Regions from separate parts of the Zea mays genome. Here region 1 is linked to region 2. A link is a contact called in public Hi-C data. All regions are on one chromosome and are shown on one strand. Each heading gives the region's core, a stretch centred on a gene start, on an enhancer-like site or on the middle of the called end of the contact. The rest is flanking DNA. Distances are from core to core; before and after follow the strand shown. Region 1 overlaps LOC100286085 (CPL3). Region 2 overlaps LOC103630315 (probable transmembrane GTPase FZO-like, chloroplastic).

Region 1 (6,956 bases), core at 809-3,308, 170 kb after region 2:
GTCAGAATCGTTGCAAGATGAAAGGGAGAGTGATGGTGCTTTGGCTACCGTTTTAGATGTCTTGAAGCGCATACACGCTACTTTCTTTGACATGGTTGGTTTCTTCAGTTCAACGTTTCATCACATTTTATTGTCTATTCCTCACAGTAGATTGGACTCTTGTAAGAACAGAAGTTTTTCATTTCTAACCATCTGTCCTTGTACCTCTCTTATGTAGGCTGCTGAAACTGATCTTTCTTCACGGGATATAAGACAGGTAGGCTTTGTATATAACCTTCACGCTGCCTTTTATGCTTTAAGAATCATTTATGTTTTTCTTAAGAGTAGATGAGTTGCGTTTACCAGCTTTAAAATAACTGAACTATAGCTTGCTTAATACATCTTTTATGTGGTGTGGCTTACAGATTTCATTTGCAATTGCCTGTTTCTTGTGTTTGTAATTTGTATGCCCCCTATACAGGTGATCAAGACGTTACGGAAGGAAATACTGCAAGGATGCAAAATAGTCTTCAGTCGGGTGTTCCCAAACAATACACGCCCACAGGAGCAGATGGTCTGGAAGATGGCCGAGTATCTGGGTGCCGTTTGCGTTAAAGATGTGGATCCCAGTGTCACCCATGTTGTAACTGTGGATCTGGGAACAGAGAAGGCCCGCTGGGGTCTTAACAACAAGAAGTTCTTGGTCCACCCACGCTGGATTGAAGCAGCAAATTTCCGGTGGCATAGGCAACCGGAGGAAGATTTTCCTGTCACTGCCCCTAAGGAAAAGAGCAAAGAGAAAGATAGTGATAATGATGTGGCTGGCAAGAAGGAAACGAGCGAGGATAAAGAGAATACTGCAGCTGGCATGAAGGAAACGAGGAACGATGAAGGAAATGTAACCGGTAAAGACAAAGCTGATGCCAAAGAAAACGTTGTGACCACATCTGCTACGTGTCCTGCAGACTCGTAGTCTGTGTTGGGCTCCAAAGGTATCTGACACATTGTGTAGGCGTGCAGGTTTGGTATGGGAGATGAAAATTCAGCTTTTCTTATCCGTTCGTGCAGGCTTTAGATCTGTCCATAAAAAAAAGACGTTACATCTGCTCCATTGCAAATTTTGCTGCTGACCTGAAGCTGATTGGGCCTCCGGCCATATAACTTACGCTACGATGAAACTATAGGAGTTGAAGCAAACTGATGTCTTTATGGGACAATTTTTGGTGAATCCGTGCGACTATGTGCGCAGATGTACTTAAGTTTGTGCCTGCTTCGGTAGGTACTGCCCCCTGATGTAAGCATTCGTGATCGCTAGTGGAACTACGTTATTCTAGTTGAAAAAAAATGTTCCACACATTAATTCTTGCACTGGAAAAGGCATAGGCAAGGTCGCTATGATGTTGCCATACATTGAGTACGAAGTGATATGTTTTCCGGCGGAGCTGTAGGGGTTTTCGTTATAGTGATGAATTGATGATGACAAAAATAAATTCCGTCATTTCTTTTATCGTCGAAGAAGCAGGAAATAATCTCATCTGCTTTCTCGTCATTTTCGTTTGATTGTGACGTCAAACCTGCATTATCCGGAACTCTTTTCATGGCCTGACGTCCCATAGTTTAGCCTACGCTCGTTGTACGGACTAGATAATTTTGCCTCCATTAGAGAGCATGGACAAATCTATGGAAGTTCCATAAAAAACGGTCCAGACGTCCAACTATGCAGGGGTTTGAATTGTTTGGGCACTCGGATGGGCAGGTGCAGATAAAACTGAGGGCTTAAACCATAGCAGTAACACGATATTGGTTCAGTTTCAGTCTCAGTGGTTCCATTTTCTACCGATGGACACCCGGTCTGTACTGTAATCTCCCACACCACAGATCAGGTCACTTGGGTAGCAAACCCCCAGCAAGACGGACGGCGACACAGCTCTGGTCCCCGATTGACAGACGATGAGACGGGAGATTAGGAAAACAAAACGGTCAAAAACTAACAGAAACCATGTAGTACACAACGGCGGTCCAAATCCGAGTCGTCCTCCGCAGCGGCCTTCCTTGGACAGGAAAGGTCAAAATAAATGCACATGGGTGATGGGTTGGGATATCCGGTACTTGTGCTGGTGCCCTCCATCGGTGCTGGTGCCCTCCAACGGGCTCCGGCTAAAGCTATAGTACATTTGGGTAGGTTTATGGGATAGTCATAAACATAAAAAATATAATCTGACATGACACGAGTCGAAATTATATTAGTATTAGGCAGATCCGACCCAATGTCTTGGGCTGTGCTTAGGTCACGATCTATGGACGGACACGACCGATTGAAGGCAGCAGTTAAGAAATGATCCATATAGAAGCATCAAAAGACTTATGTCTCTAATGTATTAAATCACCAGTTTCTCTAGTTCCATAGTCTCCACCGTCGTTGTGCTTGCCATATTTAAATAGTAAAAATGCTAAAATTATGAATAAATGGGAGATTCGAACCATGGTTGTTGGCTCTAAACCTACATTTCACATTCACCTAGCCAAGAGAACATATATGTCATTGTGTTTTATATTCTATACTTAAGCATAAATGAAAATCGTAACAACGTACGGATACTTTGCTAGTATTCATTAAAGCCACACTTCCATGTACTTAAATGAAGAACACAGAGCTAGAGTTGGTGCCAGTTAGATGTTTCTATTTACAACTTTGAATTAGACGATGCGATGCAATTTTACTTTATTATGAACATTGGATAATGAACTGAACTTATGAACTCTATCTAGAGCTGGTTGTACTCTTTTTTCCTTTTAACTAAAGGTTTTTTTAATGAGGTATCATTGCACAACTCCAATAAAAATTGTTTGTCTTGTCTTTTACTATTTTATCTATTTTGATTTTATGGGCTCTAATGTAAATTTCGGCTCGTCCAAAATAAGCCTGACACGTTCAAGTAACAATGTGTCGTGTCAATTGTCGTGAGCTGAGGGCTAAGCCTATGAGTCGGCCCGATACGGTGCGTAATAATTACGAGCCGGATTAAGTTCATATCAGAAGGGAAGAATTTAGTAAGATCACAAAAATTGATCCTCCATAGTGCTATTAGTGTCTTCCTTTTTAGTGTTTGATTTTAGAGGGAAAGAATTTGAATGACCAAAAGCAAGCCCAAATCCATAACAAATACCAAAACCATAAGATCAATTTTTTCCATAAATGCCTTCAAGTAGTATCAAGCATACAAAAACATATTGTTGTGGATGAGTTTTATTTGGGTAGGAAGAGATTGTAAAGAGAGAAAATGTAAATAGGGAGAACGTAACACTTAGAAATGGTCCAACAAAGGGAAGAAGTGAATTATGAAGTTAGAGAGAGGTTTAAGTTTATAATACCACATAATGGAGATATTTAGCAAGGGTAAGATAGTTTTCATCTAATTTTTTAAGTGGTGTCTTTTAGTACCATTTGAATCTTGCCATTGCATTTGAATCCAAACAAGTAGACTTATTTTATATTTTTGTATTTATTATTTGCTTATTTTAGTTGTGTTGTCATTAATCATCAAAAGGGGTTATGAGAAAAATAGACAAAGGCGTATTGATAGTCAATTTTTTGATGTTTGACGATCAAAATAACCATTTGAACTAATATTATTTGCTAGTGTCTTTGGTTATAGTTGAAATGATCCAAAGTAGACTTAGATAAGGCAAATATGTGATCCGGATGGTCAACATTTCAAGCAAGCCATTGAAAGACCTAAGAACATGCAAATGTTTAAGACACAAGATGAACGTAAAGATCACAAAGAAACATAGAGAAGAAAGGTCTCAGAAGACGTTAGGTCGAGGTGTCGGTCCATCCTAAGGGAGCATTGAACCATACAACCATAGCCGTCAGTGAACAGAAGTGATGGACTAAGGCATCATAAAGGGCATCGTACCATACGATCACACAGTTCATGCTCACAGACAGAAGCATCAGACAAATTATGTTTAGGGGGTTATCGGACCATCAGAGATAGAATCAGATGGTCACAAGAGAAGTTATAGAGAAGGAAATAGGGAGTCAGGCTGATTTGATGGTAGCGTCGGACTATATGCCATAGTGCATGTCTCCAACTGTCGACAATAGTGCTACCATTGTAGCCATTGGGAGATGTCGGACCTTAACATAATGGCCCAATAGTGTACCCGACAGATGGTTTGACGGTATGCAGAGTTAACTGTTGAGAATGCGACAACTATATGTCTTCTTAGCGGCTATAAATAAGATCCTATTTGATTATTTGAGATGTATGAGAGCTGAGAAACTTTAGTTAACTGTTGATGATGCAACAACTATATGCCTTCTTAGGGGCTATAAATAATATCCTAATTAATTATTTGAGATGTATGGGAGCTGATAACCTTTGCAGGTGAGTTGAGGTTGTACTCCTTCCGTATTTTTTTTTATTTGTAGCATTTTAGTTCAAAAATAAACTATCGGACGATAAATATCTGAGAACAGAGATAATAGATTCTAATCAAATCAAGATTTTTTTGCTCAAACTTACAAATTTTCATTATATCAATGCTTTCTGCAACGAGCACAAAACAAAATATTCCTCTGAGAGTTTGTATCAGTTTAAATGGTACAACAAATTGCCCAAGTGTGGATCTTTACTATTGGCAACCAAAAAATCTTGCAAAACAGTAGCTGGCCAGGGCGAAGCTCTTCTCCGTGACTCGTATCTGACAGGCCGTCCTTTCTTTCAGCAGGACAGCTGGACCGAGCAGATCCCAAGTAACCTTGTCACTAATGGTACACCAATATACAACAGCAGAGGAATAAACAGCTACAGAATGAACAAAATAAATGAAATTACAAAAACACCAGAAAACACAAAACTATGCCTTTTCTACTCTGTCCTCATGGCCACAAGGATAAGCTTGCACTTCAACTACACATAACACCTTTAAACCAACTCCATCAGAAGTGGGTCTCCTATGGACATTAGCCGAATCACCTTTATGAAATCAATCTCATTCATAACTTTCACAGGGAAAACAGCAGGTGCTTGAGCTGTATAAATAGACGAGAACGTCGCATTAGCTGGCAACTGTGGCCTGAACACTGTTCCAGCCAGAGCATCAGAGTCAAAATTTTGAGTCGAGTCCATTGCCAAGAAGAACATTGGGACCGCAATCTTGTGATGCAAATCCAAATTGCCGACAAGACCCACAAGGTCACCAAAGTCCTCAACAAACCGCCGGGGCACGTAGAATAGTTCACTACCACAGAATATAATTTTATCTTCGCCCATGCTCTCCTTGTAGTTTGTTTGGAAATGAACTGGGGAACTGCCAATGACCTGCTTGACCATATCACCTTGCTTTACAAACCATTCCTCTTTATTCGTCTCCAATGGAACAGTAACCCAAGAATGTGCAATCTGCAGCATCGGAAAGTACAGTGTGAATTTACAGTATAATTTGCACTTGCACTGATTAATAAAAATAGCTGGGGAAACAGAAAACAGACAATATACAGACCTTATTTGTAATCCAAAGTTTTTCCTTGTCAGCTTGCATCAGGTTCCAGTAGTTAAGAACCATGTGGTCTTGGAGGAACACAAATCCATCAGCACCACTGTATCTTTCAAAAACCTTGGGCAAATACCTGATGAAATGTAAAAGGAGTTCAAGTATGACCAGCAAAGATGGTAGTATTGTGCCATCCAGAAAACAGAAATCGAAGGAACATAGAACTGATTCCTTATATGTCGCTGTACAGTGTATAGTTCCTTTATATCCCTTATTGTGCCATGTAGATTTAGCCCACAAGTCAATAAGGTGATGATGATGAAGTTTTGGCAAGTTATATAAGTGATACTATTGAGTTAATCATAAAAACATATCAAAACGAACTGAAGGAATGTGATACCATTCTGACGCCTTTTCATGTTCAGTGCTGTTTTACAGATAAATTATGCTATTACGTAGCTTTATTTTTTCTTGAACACAACCGAGGTTCACATCATTTCATTTAGAAGAAACAAAGTATGAGGATATGCTGTAGCATTTATTTGATTTTTAATGAAAAAGATCAAACTTTATATTCACCCCCAAAAGCACAAATAAGTCAACAGGTGCGTAGATAGCACAAAAAGAACTCAAGAATTGCACAATCTACATTAGTCAGTTTTTGAGTTACTGAACAATTAGTCAGACATATATTATATCTTAATCATTAAACCCAGATATTTTACTGTAGATAGCTTCGGTATGAGTATGACCCAATTTTGCTGTGCTTGGATGCAATGAATGATAGCACTATGCTTATTCATCCAAACAAACATAAAATCAAATCAACGAGCAAACTTATAGATTTCTTGTTTTAGGAACTAAGCCTAGCTCAAGTTCAAGTCCTTGTTGATGCTAATTAGGTTATTTCTTCTTACTATAAAAGCCACCAAGGTTGCTCAAGTTTTGTATTTAGAAAATGGAAACGAGCTCCAGCCTCTGCAATGTTTACATCAGCACTGGGCTAGGAGTGAGAACCAAATGAAAGGCATCAAGGTACATTACTTATCTAGCATTAACCCTATTGCTAAACCTCCCCCACTGTTGCAGATAGCCTGGGAGTAGAAAATCTAGTTACTACTTACTAGCAATTGGGCCAACACTGTCATCAACTAATTTCATATTGGATTATCTAAATAATTCCAGGCAAATTCTTCTGAATGCATACATATGCTTATGAAATGCAACTATATAGGTTCAAATCTCAAGACTTGTTTGTCAAAGATCAAGAAAGGAGCCACCTTAAGTAATTAATAGGAGACTATTTCTGATGATTGGTTAAGAAATCAAACAGCAGTGCCTCTGGTATCTTATATTTACAGCTATGCAGTCTAATTTACTATGAAGTATAAATCATGGTTGATTGAAAGTTGCAAAGAAGAGAAGGGTTATTGGAATCAGTAAACACTCACTTATAAGCGTGTGACAACGTGCAG
Region 2 (6,876 bases), core at 2,774-5,273:
AAATTGCTTACCGCAGAGGATGTCACACTGTTTCCTGTATCTTCACGCTCTGCTCTGGAAGCCAAACTTTCATATTCCAAAAACAGTGATGGAAAGCATTCAACCGAAGCTATGTATAATGATCCTAGATGGAGAAGCAGCAAATTTTTTGAACTTGAGGATTACTTACTGAGTTTCTTAGATAGTTCAACGGAAAATGGAAAAGAAAGGGTCCGGCTGAAACTTGAAACACCAATAGGCATTGCAGATCGATTGTTAACTTCGTGTCAAAGGCTGGTGAAACTAGAATATGAAAAGGCTGTTGAAGACTTAGCATCCATCAAGGATCTTGTTTATGGTGCAAACAATTATGCCATCAAACTTAAGTCTGATAGCAGTTCCTGGCAGAACCAGATTTCGTCTCTCGTAGGTGTTTCAAATACTACTAGTTATTTTTTATTTATTTATACAAATGTGCTCCCCCTTTTACCAAAATATAAGCTGTGTTTCCCCTGCCTTCAATGCAAAATAGTGGTTATATGCAACTTGTGATACTGCCTATTTTTCTTGCTTGTAATACCTCTGATCCCAAATGCAAATCTAGCCTGCTTCAGTGCACCAAATATAATAAATCCATAACGATTCCAATGCATCCTTTTGTCTTATTCTTCCTTGTCTAACCTTACTTAGATGCACACTAATCGATGGAGTAAGCCTGCCAGTTGCCACCCATCTTAACTCCAGTAATGATTGATGAGTAATATGGCCATCATACCGTCTCGCCATAATACTTGTGCCAGGCCCAAATGGACTTATATTCGGGATTGTTGGGAGTACTTAATATTTCTGGCCTCAACATGTATAATTAACAGTTAGTGCCCACACCCACACTATACTTTCCAGGGGCACATGAGAATAATTTTGGTCATTTTCGACGTGCCTTTTCCATTCACTTCTGGCCTTTTAAGACAGTGTCCAGCAGTTTAACCATATGGTTACCCAAAACACTGTTTTGCACTGTTTTATGTTGTAGACTGCACAGTTCATAGAGTGGGGTTTGAATATGGGGATGAGGATGAGTAAGGTGCTGGAGATAGTCTAAATGTACATATGGTTAGGTATACACTCTTCAACTTCTCATAAATGCATCTATTGCTGGCCTAGTATTGGTATTTTGTGGAAGTCCTTTGAGTGCAATATGCTTAATACTCCTAGATTGAGATATTAGTAACATACATCTTCCTTCTTGCAGATTGAGAGAGCAAAAGGTCGAGCAGTTACACTCATGGAATCTACACTTCAGCTGTCAAATATTGACCTTATTTTTGCATACACGATCAAAGGAAAAACAGGCAGTTCCATGAGAGCCACATCATTTGTTCAGAATGATATTCTGAGTCCAACCCTTGATGATGCTGTGGTATGTTTGGCATTGAACTTTCTCCTAGTTTTATCATATTCTGATCCACATATGCTCGCAAGCATATAATTCACACCTGAATGCTAAATGTGCAGCAATCTACACATATAAATCGTTGTACTATGCGATCATAATTCTCCCAGAACAGCTTTATTTTTCCGTAACTTCGAGTATTGCATTATGGTATCACCAACTATACACAGTATAACTATTTTAGACAAACTGTTATTGGAAGTGATCCCAAGTTAATCGTATTGACTCGTAATTGCATTGATTCAACAAATCTTTCTTTATCAAAACTTTTGGTGCTGATTTTATTGATTAATTCTTCAATTAGCTGGTTACCTCCCACAATATCATATGCTTTACAAGGATCATCATCTGGGCAGTCTGCAGACCCCCCCCCCTAGTCTTTTAGATGTTCCTTTAATAGAACTGGGGTTTTTGAGTGTATGTAGTAAGCAATCACATGGATGGCCACCTTGTATCAGATCTGAACCGTTTGAGCAATTCATATTAATTCACTTTAGCCATTCGCAGCATGGTTAATATTTTTTATAGCTATCATAATGAGTACTCATTTTTGATATATTATTATGTCATTTTTTTGTGCACATTCTGTTCTAAAGTAAATTTCATGGAACTATACATGGTTTATATCATCAGAAAGCTATACTTTTTCTGAACTCATTTTGAATAGCTTTGCCTATATGTCACAAAACTACACTTTTTTGTAACATAGTGTGGGTATCAACTGGACCCCCCCACACATGAGATATACAGGTGGTGTTCATTAATCATCCAAACAGATGATAGACATGGAACTGAGATGTCAATTGATGTCCAAATTAACGGAATTAGTGAAAGGGTGTAGTTTTGTGACAATAAGTGCAAAGATGTGTGGTTCTTTGCAGTTGGCTAAAGCATGGGTAATTTTGTGATAATAGGGACCACATAAGTATAGTTATCTGAAATTTGCTCGATATTCTAGCTATTTTCTTTACGATGCTTATGTATGCATTTTATCAGAAAAAATCCTTTCTTTTGCTAGAATTTACTAGGTGACTACTCGACATGGTTGAGTTCTAGCAATACCCGCGAAGCAAATGTATATTTGGAGTGTTTCTGTGAAAGATGGGATGCACTGGTTGCTCCGGAAGAAAGGGCTCTGTTAGATCCAAATGGGCTTGTTAATGAAGGGGAGAAACTCACCATAAAGGCACTGGAAGGCTTCAATGCCAGTGCTGCCGCCAAAGATTTTGAAGAGGAAATTCGAGAATTGGTATGCCCTATTAATGGCCTTGATTTCCTCATGTCAATTGATACGTTTCAAAAAATCTATGCTTTGACACCCCTAAAAAGTATTGTTCTAATTACAAGTAATACAACACACCTTTAGGGTAACTGTGGAAATTCCATTATAGATACTAAATGGTAAATGGCTTGATAATAGGCTAAGAAAAGCCCTAGTGAAATCTGCATTTTTATGCTTGTCAGTCTGTTACATGATTATTTATTAGGTGGTCAAGCTTCCTGCTGATAGCTTTCTAGATGATGAACTACTTGTGCCTTGAAGGACCGGACTTAGTAGAATCCACTGCATGGTCCACCTTTTGTAATTTGACCTTATGTGGAACATTTGAATATACACCTTTAGGATTTGTCTGGCAAACTTATTCCCTGTGGATCGGAGTGTTGGAGTGGACTGGGATGGATTGACGGGGAAATTAGTTCATTTCACTCTTCATTCCACATGTTGGAAGAGACTGGAAACGATAAATGGAAATAAATTAGTTCGTGGTTGTGAAATGTGTAGGAATGTGAGATCGGGGGTCGCGGTTGGAGTTTTTGACTTTAGGAAGGCGTTGTGGTGGCTTAGGTATCGAGGGGCGGCGTAGAGACCGGGGGTCGGGGTTGGAATTTTCGACTTCGGGAAGGCGTCATGGTGACTTGGGTATAGAGGGACTGCGCGGCATGGAGCAAGGGAGAGAGAACATGTAGGGAAATCCCTTGAGGTCAGGCAAGATGTTTGCCTTCATCTGGTTATAGGGTCCTATATTTATAGGCTCTATAGGACTTGGTTCCCAAGTAAACTACATGAGAGATTTGGGCGATTTGGGATCTCTTTCCTAACAAACTAATTCCATTTCTCTAAATGAGTATTGTTTACGTCGGGTGTAGTTTGAGCCTAACACATGCGTCGCCCATTTTCCGGCGCGCATCGGAGATATCGGTTATAACATCTCTTCCCACCTCTTCAAAACTCGTCCTCGAGCTGGACATTCAAGTAGCGATCCTTGAAGTCGTGTAGTGGTTCCCAAATAACGTCATTGGTGGCCAGGCCTTGTCACTGTACAAGCACATGCCAGACGCCACGACATAACTAGGTATGCAACACGCGCTCTAGAGCAGGCAACAACCAACCATCCTAGACTGGTGCCACTTGTGGTGTGGTCATTGGAGGGTCCCCACAGAGCAGCTTGAGCAGCCCTACGTGGAACATGTCATGGATATGGATGCCTGTTAGAAGTTGAGGGTGGTAGGCCTAGGCCACCTGCTCAATACGCTCCAATAGCTGAAAGGGCTTTTGCATAGCGAGGCCCAATGTTGCCCTTGGACCTGGGCTCCAGCGAGTGCGTCGGGCAATGGAGAAGGGAGAGTCACACCTAATTGCCACCTTGAACTCGAGTTCATGATGTTGGTTGTCGTAGTACCGCTTGGCGTACTGCTGAGCCTAGAGGATACACTGACGAACCTCACCGAGGAATGCATTGCAGTCCTGCAGGAGGGAGTCCACCGCTTTCGTTTGAGCTGCCCGTGTTGTGTGGTAATAGAGGTGATTGGGGCCAGTCGTACACCACCTGGAAAGGAGTGGCTTGGAGTGATGTGTGGAATGAGGTATTGTAGCAATATTTTGCCCACAGAAGGTCGTTGACCCAAGCACACGGTTGGTCTCCCGTGGCACAACAAAGGTACATTGTTATCACCTTGTTGATGACCTCTAACTGGCCATTCATCTGGGGGTCGAATACTGTGCTCAGGCGGATTTTGATGCCGACCATCTTGAAGAGGTTGTGCCACATGTGACTAGTGAAGACCAGATCACAATCATTGATGATGGAGGTGGGGAAGTCGTGTAGACAATGTCCTTGAAGAAGGCATGTGCGATCGATGCCGTCGAGTATGGGTGATTGTGGGCAATGAAGTGCACATATTTGGAGAAGCGGTTGATGACAGTAAGGGTGACAGACTTCCTGTGGACCTTGGGAAGGCCCTCGATGAAGTCCAAGATGCCCATTCATACCTAGGACAACACATCGAGTGGCTAAATGGAACTAACTTGGTGCAGGGTTGGCGTCTTGTTGCGCTGACACGTGACACATGCACGGATGAAGTCATAGACGAGTACTAAGTCGCCTGAGATATAGAAAACCTCATGTAGGCGCTGAAGGGTCTTATGGATTCCTTTGTGGGCATTAGAATGGGCCAGATCACCTAGTGGCGCAAATCGTGCTCACCAGCACAAATATGTGCTTACGTTTTTTTTTCTCAAACACGTAGGAGATTTGCGTATCATTTAATTAATAGAACAAGAAACAGAGAATCACAAGAAAGAGCCGCACTCACACCATACACACCACCACCCAACTCAAATGCGCCAGGGACTGGGAACAAAAACGACCACAAGCCACACAACACACTAGAACACTACAACTCTTTAGCCTCCTGCATATAAGGTGAAAGCAAACGCAGCCCCTTGGTGCCAGCCATGTTCCAGCTCCAAATCTCATTCCCAGCCATGATCAATTTCAAAGAGAGGCTTGGGCTCTTTTTGTTGAACACAACCATTTCTATGCTTCCAAATAACCCAAGCTCCAAGAATTACTAAATAATTGAAACCTTTTTGGAGAGGGTTTTTCACCACATCGAGGAAGGAAGTCTCAACAGGTTGGCAAGCTGCACCAGCCCAAACTGCTGAAGGAGGAAGAACCAAAATTGCCAAGCGGAGGAGGCATAAATTGTGATCGGGCAGATTCCTCCTAGCCAACCGGTCCGTGGTCCAACATCAATTATGGGAGACCAACCATGTGAAGAAGGAGCATTTGGGGGGAGCCCATGTTTTCCAAAAGCGTTCCCAGGCGTCAAAGAGCATCGATCCATGAACTGAGGCTTCATAGGCTGATTTTGAAGAGTAATGGCCCGGGCAACTCAACTTCCAATAATGCTTATCCTGCACATCATGCTGGAGATGGACCTCCGAAAGAAGCTCTCAAAGAGAGAGACATTCAAGAATAACATCCCAATTCACCAATCCACGAATATCCAACAGCCACGAAGCATTGGTCAAGGACTCAACCACCATTCTTTTATTAGCAGCCTGCAGCCCTCTTAGGAACCATTTCAGAGATGAGAGAAAGTTATCTGTAGTGGACTACACCAGAACAAGAGGTGTCCTAGGGGCCAATGCCATAGGTGCCATGGGGGTTGATGCTTGAGGCACCTCAGGGCATGACTTGGGGATCGATGCCCAAGGTTCTCTGGGGGCCGATGCAAGAGGAGCCCCTGAGGCTGATGTACCGGGTGCTCGAGGGCCGCAGCAAGAGGTGCCTCGGGGATCAGGGCAAGGGAGGTGTACAACAGCTGCCGAGGTGCCTCAGGCCCTATGTGCGGAACACCATCTTTTCCACATTCTCTAGATGCATCAGGACCTGTTGATAGCCAGAGCACAAATCCAACTTGGTTAAGAGTCTAGCGCTGTAAAGCCCATCCAAGAGCTCACCCACCACCGTAATTAAGAACTTGTCCTTGGATGTTTTGTCGTTCAGCAACATATAGTTGATGTAGAAGCACTAGGACCTGCCCACCTTTTTCACAAGTAGCACTGACGTCGAGAATGTGGAAGTACTAGGGCAGACCATACCCTGTTCCAGCATGGCGGCACACTGGCTAGCAACAAGTGTATCCGATGGCCGTAGGAGCGCGCTCGGGGAATTTTGTGTGGCTCGTCAAAAATTGTCCCGTACTGCTAGAGGCGGTCTAGTAGGGGACCATGGGCCATGGAGGGTCTACGGACAATGCCCAAAGAGTCGGCTCTAGGATGTCGTCGCGAGGGGAGCCCACCCCCTTCCAGAAGGTGCGTCGATCACCCGATCGGAAGGATGGATAAAGATCCTCAAAATCCCACAAGACATGGCCAAGGGTATGGGCATAGTCGACGCCTAGGACAAGGTCAAAATTTTTGAGGTCAATGACGAAACAACTAACCAGATTGTCTTCCATGTCGATGCACATGGCCATGTTGCGAGCCACGCCGATGCAGGCTACACGGTCGTCATTGGTCACTGTGACCCACAGGTTGCAGTCGTCTATCACCAGCCCGATGCGGTACATAACCCTGACGTTGATGAAGTTGTGGGTCCATCCACCGTTGAAGAGGGCGAGGAGCTTATGGTCGTCGGTGTAGACGGAGAGGTGCA

What was found. A called contact is a pair of places that touch in the nucleus more often than the background predicts.
Region 1: a contact with region 2 is called in a Hi-C map of root tip, with 2.6 times the contacts expected there. The contact joins two enhancer-like sites. A contact is called at or near these places in 4 of 25 Hi-C or Micro-C datasets (ear, leaf, root tip and 1 more).

The regions. Positions count from the first base shown.
Region 1 is chr6:154,995,368-155,002,323 of Zm-B73-REFERENCE-NAM-5.0, forward strand. It overlaps LOC100286085 (CPL3), which reads left to right. Exons shown (of 8, transcript NM_001370741.1): 6 at 1-94; 7 at 218-256; 8 at 461-1,033. The coding sequence ends at 952. LOC103630318 reads right to left here. Exons shown (of 3, transcript XM_008651382.3): 1 at 6,933-6,956; 2 at 5,491-5,617; 3 at 4,476-5,390. The coding sequence ends at 4,914. Among protein-coding and RNA genes, the nearest start is that of LOC103630318, 5.5 kb to the right of the region's middle. Within about 2 kb of position 2,059, at least 12 of the 20 cell types and tissues checked have an H3K27ac peak or open chromatin away from gene starts, as enhancers often do. A contact at or near this core is called in root tip, where this site is marked.
Region 2 is chr6:154,822,063-154,828,938 of Zm-B73-REFERENCE-NAM-5.0, forward strand. LOC103630315 (probable transmembrane GTPase FZO-like, chloroplastic) reads left to right here. Exons shown (of 11, transcript XM_008651377.3): 7 at 1-405; 8 at 1,232-1,399; 9 at 2,451-2,681. Among protein-coding and RNA genes, the nearest start is that of LOC103630315, 28 kb to the left of the region's middle. Within about 2 kb of position 4,024, at least 1 of the 20 cell types and tissues checked has an H3K27ac peak or open chromatin away from gene starts, as enhancers often do. A contact at or near this core is called in root tip, where this site is marked.